3 separate regions of the Mus musculus genome follow, and all the other regions are linked to region 1. Evidence: chromatin contacts called from public ChIA-PET and promoter capture Hi-C data. All regions are on one chromosome and are shown on one strand. Each heading gives the region's core, a stretch centred on a gene start, on an enhancer-like site or on the middle of the called end of the contact. The rest is flanking DNA. Distances are from core to core; before and after follow the strand shown.

The links. ChIA-PET counts read pairs in DNA pulled down with a chosen protein or histone mark. Capture Hi-C pulls out chosen DNA fragments and counts their contacts.
Region 2: a contact with region 1 is called in a promoter capture Hi-C map of adipose tissue. The contact joins the promoter of Timp1 here to the promoter of Rp2 in region 1. A contact is called at or near these places in 1 of 39 promoter capture datasets (cranial neural crest) and 1 of 9 other capture datasets (adipose tissue).
Region 3: a contact with region 1 is called in an RNA polymerase II ChIA-PET map of memory CD8 T cells, with 18 read pairs. The contact joins the promoter of Uba1 here to the promoter of Rp2 in region 1. A contact is called at or near these places in 9 of 39 promoter capture datasets (the 3T3-L1 cell line, 3T3-L1-derived adipocytes, the C10 cell line and 5 more), 1 of 115 datasets of contacts at active chromatin or transcription factors (memory CD8 T cells) and 3 of 9 other capture datasets (adipose tissue, liver and pancreatic islet).

The regions. Positions count from the first base shown.
Region 1 is chrX:20,362,975-20,366,367 of GRCm38.p6, reverse strand. It overlaps Rp2 (retinitis pigmentosa 2 homolog), which reads right to left and starts at 1,887. Exons shown (of 5, transcript NM_133669.5): 1 at 1,540-1,887. The coding sequence starts at 1,632.
Region 2 is chrX:20,868,359-20,871,751 of GRCm38.p6, reverse strand. Timp1 (tissue inhibitor of metalloproteinase 1) reads right to left here and starts at 1,586. Exons shown (of 6, transcript NM_011593.2): 1 at 1,428-1,586; 2 at 590-718. The coding sequence starts at 713. The region is part of intron 5 of Syn1 (synapsin I); the gene reads left to right.
Region 3 is chrX:20,661,038-20,664,430 of GRCm38.p6, reverse strand. Uba1 (ubiquitin-like modifier activating enzyme 1) reads right to left here and starts at 1,535. Exons shown (of 26, transcript NM_001136085.2): 1 at 1,306-1,535.

The sequences.
Region 1 (3,393 bases), core at 638-3,137:
CAACCAAGACTACTGAAAAGAAAAGCACACTTTTACTTTTAGCCTGACACTTCTAAACAAAATAAGACAAACAAAAACTCTCTCTGCAGCAGGAAGTTCAAGTTTAAAGAGCATTGTTTAGCTAGGGATGCCACTCAGTGGTAGAATGCTTGCCTAGCATGGCTCAATACCCAGCGCTGGGGAGAAAAAATTTAAACAGCATTATTAGAAATCCCAAGGCTGTTGAAAATGAATACTTCAAAATCCTCCTACCAAATGATTTTGATGGGTACAATCTTCATATAAGACAGAAAATACAACACTTTCCTACATGACAAAATACTGCTATATAAGAGGAACAAAAGGCCACATGGCCTAAGAAAGGTTTCAGAGTCAAAGGCAAAAAGCTGAGCCTGAGAATTCAGCTTCCATTTGTTAAAAGCCAACATTTTGAAAATGTCATTTATATGAATGCCTAAATTCTGCTGGGGATTTGAAATGATGCAGGATGATTTGTCATACCAAACAAGGATGCAGGATGACTGGTTATAACAAAACAAGACTTTAGTACTTCTGGTCAAAGTTGTTGCATTAAGCAATAGTTAACTGTTCATGACACCCATTTAAAAGAACAAGCGTTCTTATTTTGTTTGAGAAACTATAATAATTGATGTCTATTAAGTGTTTTACAAAGCAACTACACTAAGAAGAAAAGAAGAACTTTGTAGAAAGAGGAACCATTGTGAAATGTATGCCTAAGTAAGTGTGTTTTGTGCAAGATTAGGAGACTTTTTCAAACCTTTTGAGATATATATATATATATATATATATATATATATATATATATATATATATATATATATATATATATATATATATATATATATATACACACACACATATGTATATATGTGTGTGTGTATGTGTGTGTGTACATATATATATATATGGCATTTTCGTTCATATAAAGCTGCAATAATAAACTACTTCCTGGTTTGTGTTGGGTACTTTCACCTTACACAATACACTCCAAGACTGCCTCAATTTTCATTATTCTTTTCTGATAAATGGAAGACGAGAATAAAGGTAGACATGAAACAGTCCATTTAATAACTGAGTAACACCAAGAGGCACCAAAAGCGATTTTCAGAGGAGAGCAGACAAAAGAGTAACAGCTTGGGAATACAAACCGCAGAAAAGATGAGAACCAGTCTTGCGTGTGTAATTCGACCACTGGACCAAACCCCTTTGGCCAACGCTGGTGAAATGAGCTGATTGGAGATTCAGCACCTTCCTGGCTCTTTCCCTCCCTGGAGTCCTTTCTAGAATCCGGAGTCGGGGTGCAGAGCCTACAGAGAGGCCCTGGGAGTCTAGTTAGGCTGACCACTAACTCTATGCCTCCTTTGGGCCCTTCACATCCCGCCCCCAAAGTCGTGCGACTTCAGCTGCCTGTGCGCGCCAGTGAAAGCCAGTTGTGGGCCACCCGCCAAACTGCCCGCTTTCATCTGCTGCAAAGGGCAGCCGAGGAGGGCCCAAAGCAAGGGATCCCCAAAACATCACCTTCTCCCGCTGGTCCCAGCTGTACAGCTTGGGCTGCTCCTCCTCTCCCTCAGCCTTTTCACTCTTCCTCCTCTTAGTGAAGCAGCAGCCCATGGTGCGGCCTAAGGGTCTTGGTAGTGGACCCCACTCGCTCAGACACCTTTCAGAGGGTGGCGGGAAGCCAGGGTGACTCGGCCAACAGCTCCCCGGACACCGCCCAGGGGAGCAGCCCCGCCGCCAGGAACCCTCAGCACTCCCGCCAGGCCCAACACCCTTCTCCGCCCAACCCCCTAGGTCTCCGTGACGACCTATGGCAACCAATAAGCGGGCAGCAGCCTCTGAGCCAATCAATGCCTCGCAAGCTGCTCTGCTCCTATGAGCTCAGGCCAAAGTATTCATTCACCAATCCTACGTCAGCGGGGGGCTGGCCAGCTCAGGTGCTCTCACCGAGGGCCCCGTCCCCAGGTCGGTCCTACTCCACCCCCAGCTTCTCCCCTCTAGTGAACTAGGCTGGGCTAGCTGGCTGCTGTTTGATTGGGCTGAGTACCTTTTCCTGACCCGGTGCTCAAATTTCGAAAGTTTCCAAAATTTAAGCTCTGGAGGGGATGCCATACAGAGTAGTGGACTTGTTTTATGACAAAAATTGCTAGGGAAAAAAATCTTGCTGATTTTGTAAAACAAATTTGTGTCCTTCACTCCTCCCTTTCAGTACCTTTCTAGGGAACCCACAAGCTTCTGGTCGAACTGTTCATGTCTGGTGTCTGTAGAGGTCAGGAGAGGGCTCAAATCTCCTGGTTACTAATAGTTGTAAGCCATCAAGCAAGTGCTAGGGAGCGAACCTGGATCCTCTGCAAGAGGAGCAAATGATCTTAAACACTGAGCCATCTCTCCAATCCTTTGAGGGATGTCTAAAAGCTTCCACTTATCTCTCCAAAATTGGACAAGTATTTAGGATAAAAACCTAGTATTGTCTCCTTACTAGAACAGTGAATCTGGGAGCAAAAGGATATTACAAAAAGGCATGTACCTTTGAATCTCTCAGCTTATGCATCCAATGACAGAAGCACATATAACCTTTTTCCAATCTCTTCCAAAAGACAGTAGTCCAACTATAGAGGGTAAGAGAGGCATGTTGACTCACCACAAAGGAGCTTTAGGAACTCAAGCAGTGCAAAGTCTAATAGAGGATATAAACCCTATCATATAAACAACCTGATCTGTTCAAAGCAAATGGTACAAAGTTCGCGTGAAAACATAAAAATATACACAATCATTAACATTTGTTGTATTTGGGTGGACTTTGAGTACAATGCCCATGTATTGCTTTCATAATAAGTTGATTTCTCTGAGATACAGTATTAAAACATCATGATAAGACATCAAATGCAGACTAGCACTTTCAAATTTGTTTATCTTTTTACTTGACCATACCTATCACATTTAATGTAGATTCTAAAAGAGCCTCTGACTCAATTTGGGCATTAAGATTGTTCCTCCTTTCACTTCCTGCCCTTTTTGTACAACCAGGAAGAAGGGTACAGTGCTTAAGAATTATAAATGACCTGAAAGTTAAGCTCCAGGTCTTGGACAATAAAAGCTGTGCATTACTGCCTTTTTCTTCAGTCAGATCAAAGTTCTATGTGAGGATAGTTTTGTATTAGAGCCCTGCTGCTAATTTATATTCATAGAATAGCAAAAGTTTGATCACTGCAGAGTGCAGAATAAGAAGCTGAAATCCAGGGATGAATCTGTGGTCACAATGAATGGAATTGAGCAAGAACTAGAAAAATTCAGATCCTCTGTCCCTCATGGATCATGTTCTTCATAAAGACACAACTCAATAAAACTAATTTTAGAGAAAGAATTTCTAAAACT
Region 2 (3,393 bases), core at 337-2,836, 510 kb before region 1:
GATGCCTTGAGGACCCACAGGCACCTACACACCACACATGGAATACACACAAACATACACATAAATAAAAATAATCTTTTTAATGGATTTAGCCTGAATCCTCTTGCCTTTGATATTTCTTCTCAATGGTTTCCCATTCACCAACTCCCAAACTGTTCCTTGGCCATTGAGTTCCATTTGCCCATGTAATGTTGAGAGTTAATCTATCTCCCCCCACCACCCCCATCTCTTGGCAAATTCTAATTGTCATGGTCCTGAATGAAGTCTGCCTGCCTGTGTCCTAAGAAGTGCCATTAACAGCATATGTAACAAAGGTTCAGGAGTACTATGTGGCTGGCATTAAATTTAAAATTAAATAAAAGTAGGCAAGCACCTCAGTAAGATGACTTTTAAGGCAGCCACCCATGTAGATAACTACAGAAAAGCATGTACATAGTACTGGGAGCAGCCAGCACAAAGGTAGGCTTAGGCCCAAGGATGTCAGTGTGGCAAAAGCAGATGTATGGAAGGGTAAGTAGAACTGTCCTAGAGACAACTGCCATAATGAACCCTATTGGATTAAGAGGGACAGAAAGGGGGCCAGACTCACCCAGGTCCGAGTTGCAGAAGGCTGTCTGTGGGTGGGGTGGGGCACAGCTACAGGCCTTACTGGAAGCTATCAGTGATAGCAACAAGAGGATGCCAGATGCCAGAGATGCAAAGGGGGCCATCATGGTATCTGCTGGTAAAGAGTAGGTGTTAATAGGTTCCCAGACCAACGGCTTACATGGCCATTGGTCCTAGGGAGATTTGGGACCTCTTTAGGTTAGAGAATGGAGTTGTGGCAGTTGGTGAATAAGGGAGCGGAGAACGTTGAGAATTTAACAGAATTGGGAAAATCTGACATTTGTGTAGTGATGAATTTGGAGTTTGGGAAACTGGAGAAATATAATGAGGAATTAGGGCTATTAAAATATAATGGGCTGAGGATTTCAGAGATATTGGGGGGTTAGAACAGGTTTGGGGTTTTAGGGAGCTGGAGAAAATGGGGGTTAAGGGTCTTGGGGAATTTGGAGGTTTACGACAATGGTAATGCTTGAGGAATTTGTAGGCAGAAGAACTGTTGAAGTTCCATGAACCAGACATGGCAAAGAGAACAGGGGAGTTACCAGGAACCATAAGGATTGAGGGACAGGCAAGTTGGGAAGTCTTCAAGGTATTAAAGGCTTGTGGGTTTGGAGCACTTAGCAAAGGCATGAAGGAGTCTGGAGAGTCCAGCTTGGGACGATCATTCCAGGCCCTCTCCCGTTATATTCCTCTTTAGCTAACTAGGGATCCTGATACCTGCAAGCCACGTGAGCAGTTAGTCTGGCAAGGGCTGCATGAGCCGCACCAACACAGGCTCCAGGCAAGCCCCAGTTCTGCCAGGACACCCGGCTCCCACTTACCTCTGGTGTGTCTCTAGGAGCCCCGATCTGCGATGATGGCGGCAGGGGCTGCACAGTGGAGAATAAATGTCCATGCGAAGGGCGGAGTTGGCGGGGAAATCACTGCCTCCAGGCTTCCTGGACGCATTACTCATCCACCCACCGCTGGAGTCAAAGCCTAGGGGCGGGCCCCAGGATAAACCCAAAGATACTCCCTCCTCTGCCAGCCAGCCCACTGCGCCCCCTTCCCCCAGCTCCACGTCATGCACAGTCCTTCCTGGCGGCCTTGAAGGGCAGAAGAGAGAGCGCCTAAAGCTTTGTGCCTCTCAGGTTTCCCATATTCCCCAAACTTCCTGTGGCTGAAGCCAATAACTTCTTTCTCACGCCTTTCATCTACTATGTAACAATCTCACAAGAAAGGCATTCCTGTGGATCTGAAATTCTGGTGAGGGGTGTCAGAGGGTGACAAACTAGAAAAGCAGTTGAGGGACATGACATGGGAGAAGAGGCACAAATACATAGTGGGGAAATTGATACACTGGATAAGTCTATGACTTATCCAAGATAGCAGTTGAGTCTGGCAGAACTGGGAGGGAACCGAGGCTGCTTGCAGACAGAGCCTAGGTACCCCAAACCTTGCTGTGGCTGCACACACCGGTGAGGCTATTTGAAGATATCATCAGCTACAAGAGACCCTGTCTTAAACAGAAACAAGACCAAACAGGCAAATAACTGAAGTAAAGATCTTTGTTAGTGTCACAGGACAAAACAGGGATTTAAACCTAGGCTTCCTGACCCTGGAGTCCTAACTCAGGCAGGACACAATCTTGACAAGCAGGGAATGGTGTGGTGAGCATGGGTGGTGGTGGTGGTGGTGACTGATGGTAAAAGAAGTTAGTGAGTCAGTAGAAAAACCATCCCTACTCCATCCTGCCCTGCCCCTTCCCCCACCAACCAGCCCACACCCCTTGTGGGGATGGGATGAGGCAACTGCTGCCCACCAGCTTCCTGATGATGCAGGAGTATTCCCTGGGGTCCTGTGGAAGGGTTCTATGGACTGATTAGCATCTTCAATTAATATAGGGAGGAAAGACCAATAATAATGACAATGGTTGTAATCGCAGCAGGCAAGCTGATCCAGAGAATTAGAGGGTACATAGTCTATACAGTGAGTTCCAGGACAGCCAGCGATACATAGTGAGAACCTGTGACAGAGATAGAGAGAGAGACAGAGAGAATATGGTAGTGGTGATCACAGCTACTTACTGAATGCTTACTGTACATCATTACTAAGGTTATTATGTAAATTTACTTTAGCTAATTCAATTTTATTAACTTAGGTAAATTGGTTCAGAAACCACAGGACACAAAAACCTCCTGCCAGCACTCAACAGGGTACTATGTACAATACACTGTTTTAAAAGGTTTTTTTTTACACTGTGTGTGTGTGTGTGTGTGTGTGTGTGTGTGTGTGTGTGTGTGTGTGTGTGTGTGTGTGTGTTTGTGCCATGACATGCTTGCATTGCTTAAAGGACAACTTGCAGGGGCCAATCCTCTCCTTCCCTGTGGGTTCTAGGGCTCAAACTCAGGTTATCAGGCATGGAGGCAGCAAGCACCTTTATCTGATGGGCCATATTGCCAGCTCAGAAATTTTGTTTGTTTGTTTGCCATTGTCCTCCTTGTTCCTTAATGTTATTTAATGAAGAGGTATTAAATCAATAACAACAATAATAGTAACCAACTCTTTGAAGATTCAGGTTTACTATATGTGTATACTAAGATTTTCTTTTCTCTGAAATAATTGACTTATTCTTCCCAACATATCTGTGAGGTATGATTCATATTTTTACTATTTAGTAAGAAAACAGAGACAGAAAGGAATCAAATGGCCTGTCCAGGAAAGATGGTGAAGAAATTACTGTGGTGGTGGGAGGAGGTACAGAGAAAAGGAGAAAGGGAAGGAGACCAAAATTTTCAACCATCTGAT
Region 3 (3,393 bases), core at 286-2,785, 300 kb before region 1:
AAGCCACACAGTAAAACTCTGTAATCATGATAATATATTACCAAGCAAATACTGCCTAGATCTTCAAATGGAATTAGGTTCCTCTAGTCAATTTTGTGACTCCACAGTAAATAGATGAGGTTTTCTACTCCTGTGGAAGATAAATGAGCCTGTTGGGGAAAAAGGTATCTGACAGTGATAGAGGTTCAGGGAAGTCAAAAGCAAATGCTGAGACTCTCTGAATGATGATGGTACTAGAAACCTTTAAAAAAGACGAGGGCAGATTCTGAGGCCTGTTGTTAGATTAAGGAATCTATAAAAAGAGAAGCTAGAATGCTGGTCTGCCTTTGAAGGCAAAAATTGGGTCTAGAATGAGACCATCGGGCAGATGGGGCTACAAATCAAGAGTCTGAAAGAGTAGATGGCGGCAAGAGATCACTAATGGAGAACTGTGTCCAAACAGGTCCTCCCTGGCGTCTAGTCCCATGAGAGACTAAAGGAAATATACTGGGGTTACGATGGCTGATGGAGAAGACAACAATGCTTCAAGAACAATGAGAACGTGAAAAAGGGGGGCGTCCCTAAAAGCAGGGAGAGTCTCTAAAGGCAGGTGCTTAAAAGAATAAGAATGCCAGGTGTCCACGATGGAGGATGCTATGTCAAAGTGGTATTGGGAGATCTCAAATGTAGGAATGGATTTCCCACGGAAAGGCTAGGCAGAGAGCTTTTCACCGGGTTTAATCCAGATGGCAGCTCTAAGGACAGATAGTATCCTGGGGGGAGGGGAGACTGGATGAAAATGCTAGACAAGGCTCTTCATTCGGAAATGAAGGCCACGCGGACCTTTCCTCAAGCCTGGCCCCTCTTAAGCCATGAGAGCAAATACTGAAGGGCTAGGAAGAGTCTCAAGGGAGATTTTGGGGCAGGTCTTCAAATAGCACACAAGTATGGACGGCTTTCATGAGCAGCGACACCGAATTCCGGTGCCTTTATGGAGACTGTGGGGAGTTCTGATAGGAAATGCATGGCTCAGGATCGGATCAAGATACCTGGTAATAGTGCTGAGCCAGAAGTCTCCAGAAGCTGAGATAGGGGTCTGACGTCAAGGTCAGATTTCGAAGCTCAAGGGAATAGGGGTGGTCCCAGACAGACGTGATCCACCCCACCCCAGGATTTGCACACCCCCACACCCGCTTGCCTAGTGACTCTTAATACCCAGGACACGGCAGTGCACTCAGACATTGGGCTGGCAGAGAGCCAGCAGGGACCCTCCCATACCTCCCAGAGCCCTTGCGCTTCGAGCCAGGTGCAGAGAAAAGCTATTACCAATGCCGGTTCCCCGGGTCGTGCCGCCGCCAACTCCTCAAGGAGCCGAAGTCAAGCTCGGCCGCCACCCTCCTCTTTCTCCTCCTCCTCCTGCCGCCTGGGCCAGCTAGGATCACTGTCGCCTTCTCCTTCCCCGACCGCGGTGGTTGTGGTCTTCCCTGCCACCCTCCTTCACCCCAGCAGCCGACACAAGATGGCGGCGGCAGAGCCCAAGGCCGGAACAAAACCCTGAGCCCCACCCCCAGAAACCCGGATGCAAGAGGACCGCGCCCACTCATGAATCATGTATTTTCCCTGCCCAGTTTGGGACTTCTTTAATTAGAAGGAGAACAGCTCCACCAAGTGGCTCTGGAGGCAGTAACTAGAAAAACAGGTAGAGCAAGAGGCTATGAAATATGAATAAAGAATTACTGCATCTAAGCTGTCAAAGAAATCAAGGAAGGACCTCAAGGCCATTCTTCCCGATCGTGAATCACGAAGCAAGGTTATGGGTTTACTAGGACTAGGCAACCAGAAAGTAGATGTTAAAGCATTACAACCACACCCCATGTTCATGAATAATGAATGATCTTGCAGTAGCTGGGAATCAAGGAGACCAAAGCTATATCGTATTCATGAATAATGCACGAGACTCAGTGAGATGGAACAAAAGAGGCAGGCCTGCCTTATTGCTCCATCTAATACCCAGTAAGCAAGAAACAGGGCTACTGCAGGCAGCACTCCTCTGACTCCTAAATACTGAATGAAGCTGTTGGAGCAGCAGCAGCAGCAGCAGCAGCAGCAGCAGCAGCAGCAGCAGCAGCAGCTCAACTTGAAAACAGAGAGGTCAAGAAAGGTTGTGTCCACCAGGTGTGGTGGTGTACACTTTTAATCCCAGCACTCAGTGGGCAGAAGCAGGAGGGTCTGAGTTTGAGGCCTGTCTGTAGAAGGAGTTCCAGGACAATCAGAGCTACACATAGAAACCTTGTCTTAGGGTGGTGGGGTGGGAACACCAAAAGAAAGATTGCGCCCAAGCTGCGCTTATGTGCATGGTGCTGCATGCCTTTAATCTCTGCACTAGGAAGGTAGAAGCAGGAGGTTCATTAGTCTGAGGCAAGCCTGGTTAACAGGAAACCCTGTCTCAAAAAAATGTACTGGGCTGGGGAGATGACTCAGCGGGTAAGAACACTGACTGCTCTTCCGAAGGTCCTGAGTTCAAATCCCAGCAACCACATGGTGGCTCACTGTAATGAGATCTGACGCCCTCTTCTGGTGTGTCTGAAGCCAGCTACACCGTACTTAGATATAATAAATAAATATTTGGGCTGGAGCAAGCGGAGTTGACCAGAGCGAGCAGGAATCCTAAAAATTCAATTCCCAACAACCACATGAAGGCTCACAACCATCTGTACAGCTACAGTGTACTCACATACATAAAATAAATAAATAAACCTTTTTAAAAAGTACCAATCCCATACAGTTCACGAATTATTCATGAGGTTTGATGGGCAGCCCCCACCCAAAGTGGCCCTGCCTAGCAAGTGGGAATTATGAGATAATAGTCAAGGCACTCACCATACTGGATAACCGTGCGAAGCCCAAGTGAGCAGTCTTTGCTCGTCATCCATGACCACTTAGGGGCGTATCTTGTTTAAGATAAATACTGCTAAATACAAACTCACTAGATGCCTTTGATAGGCAACGATAGTAATGAAACTAATCCAACTTAGCTGGAGATGTAGACTATGGATAAAGCACTTCCCCAACACCCTGGATTCAATTCATAGTATCATAAAAAACAAACAAACAAACAAACCATACCAATCCCCACCTCAAAAAAAATCCACTGATGAAATGTGTTATGAGAATGAGTACAGAACGGGTCTTAGAGCAGTGCTGCCACAAAACTGTTACAATTTTCAAATATGTGTAACTAAAGGCAATATGTAGACATATTTGCATTAATACAAAATTACTTACATTTGAGGACTTGAATGTTCCCAGATCAGAAAATGAGGATTAAGAATAAGAACTTACCTTGTGACTGAGTAAATATGTAGAAAGGGTCTAGAATAGTGCCTGGCACATTGTATCATATAATTAATCTGA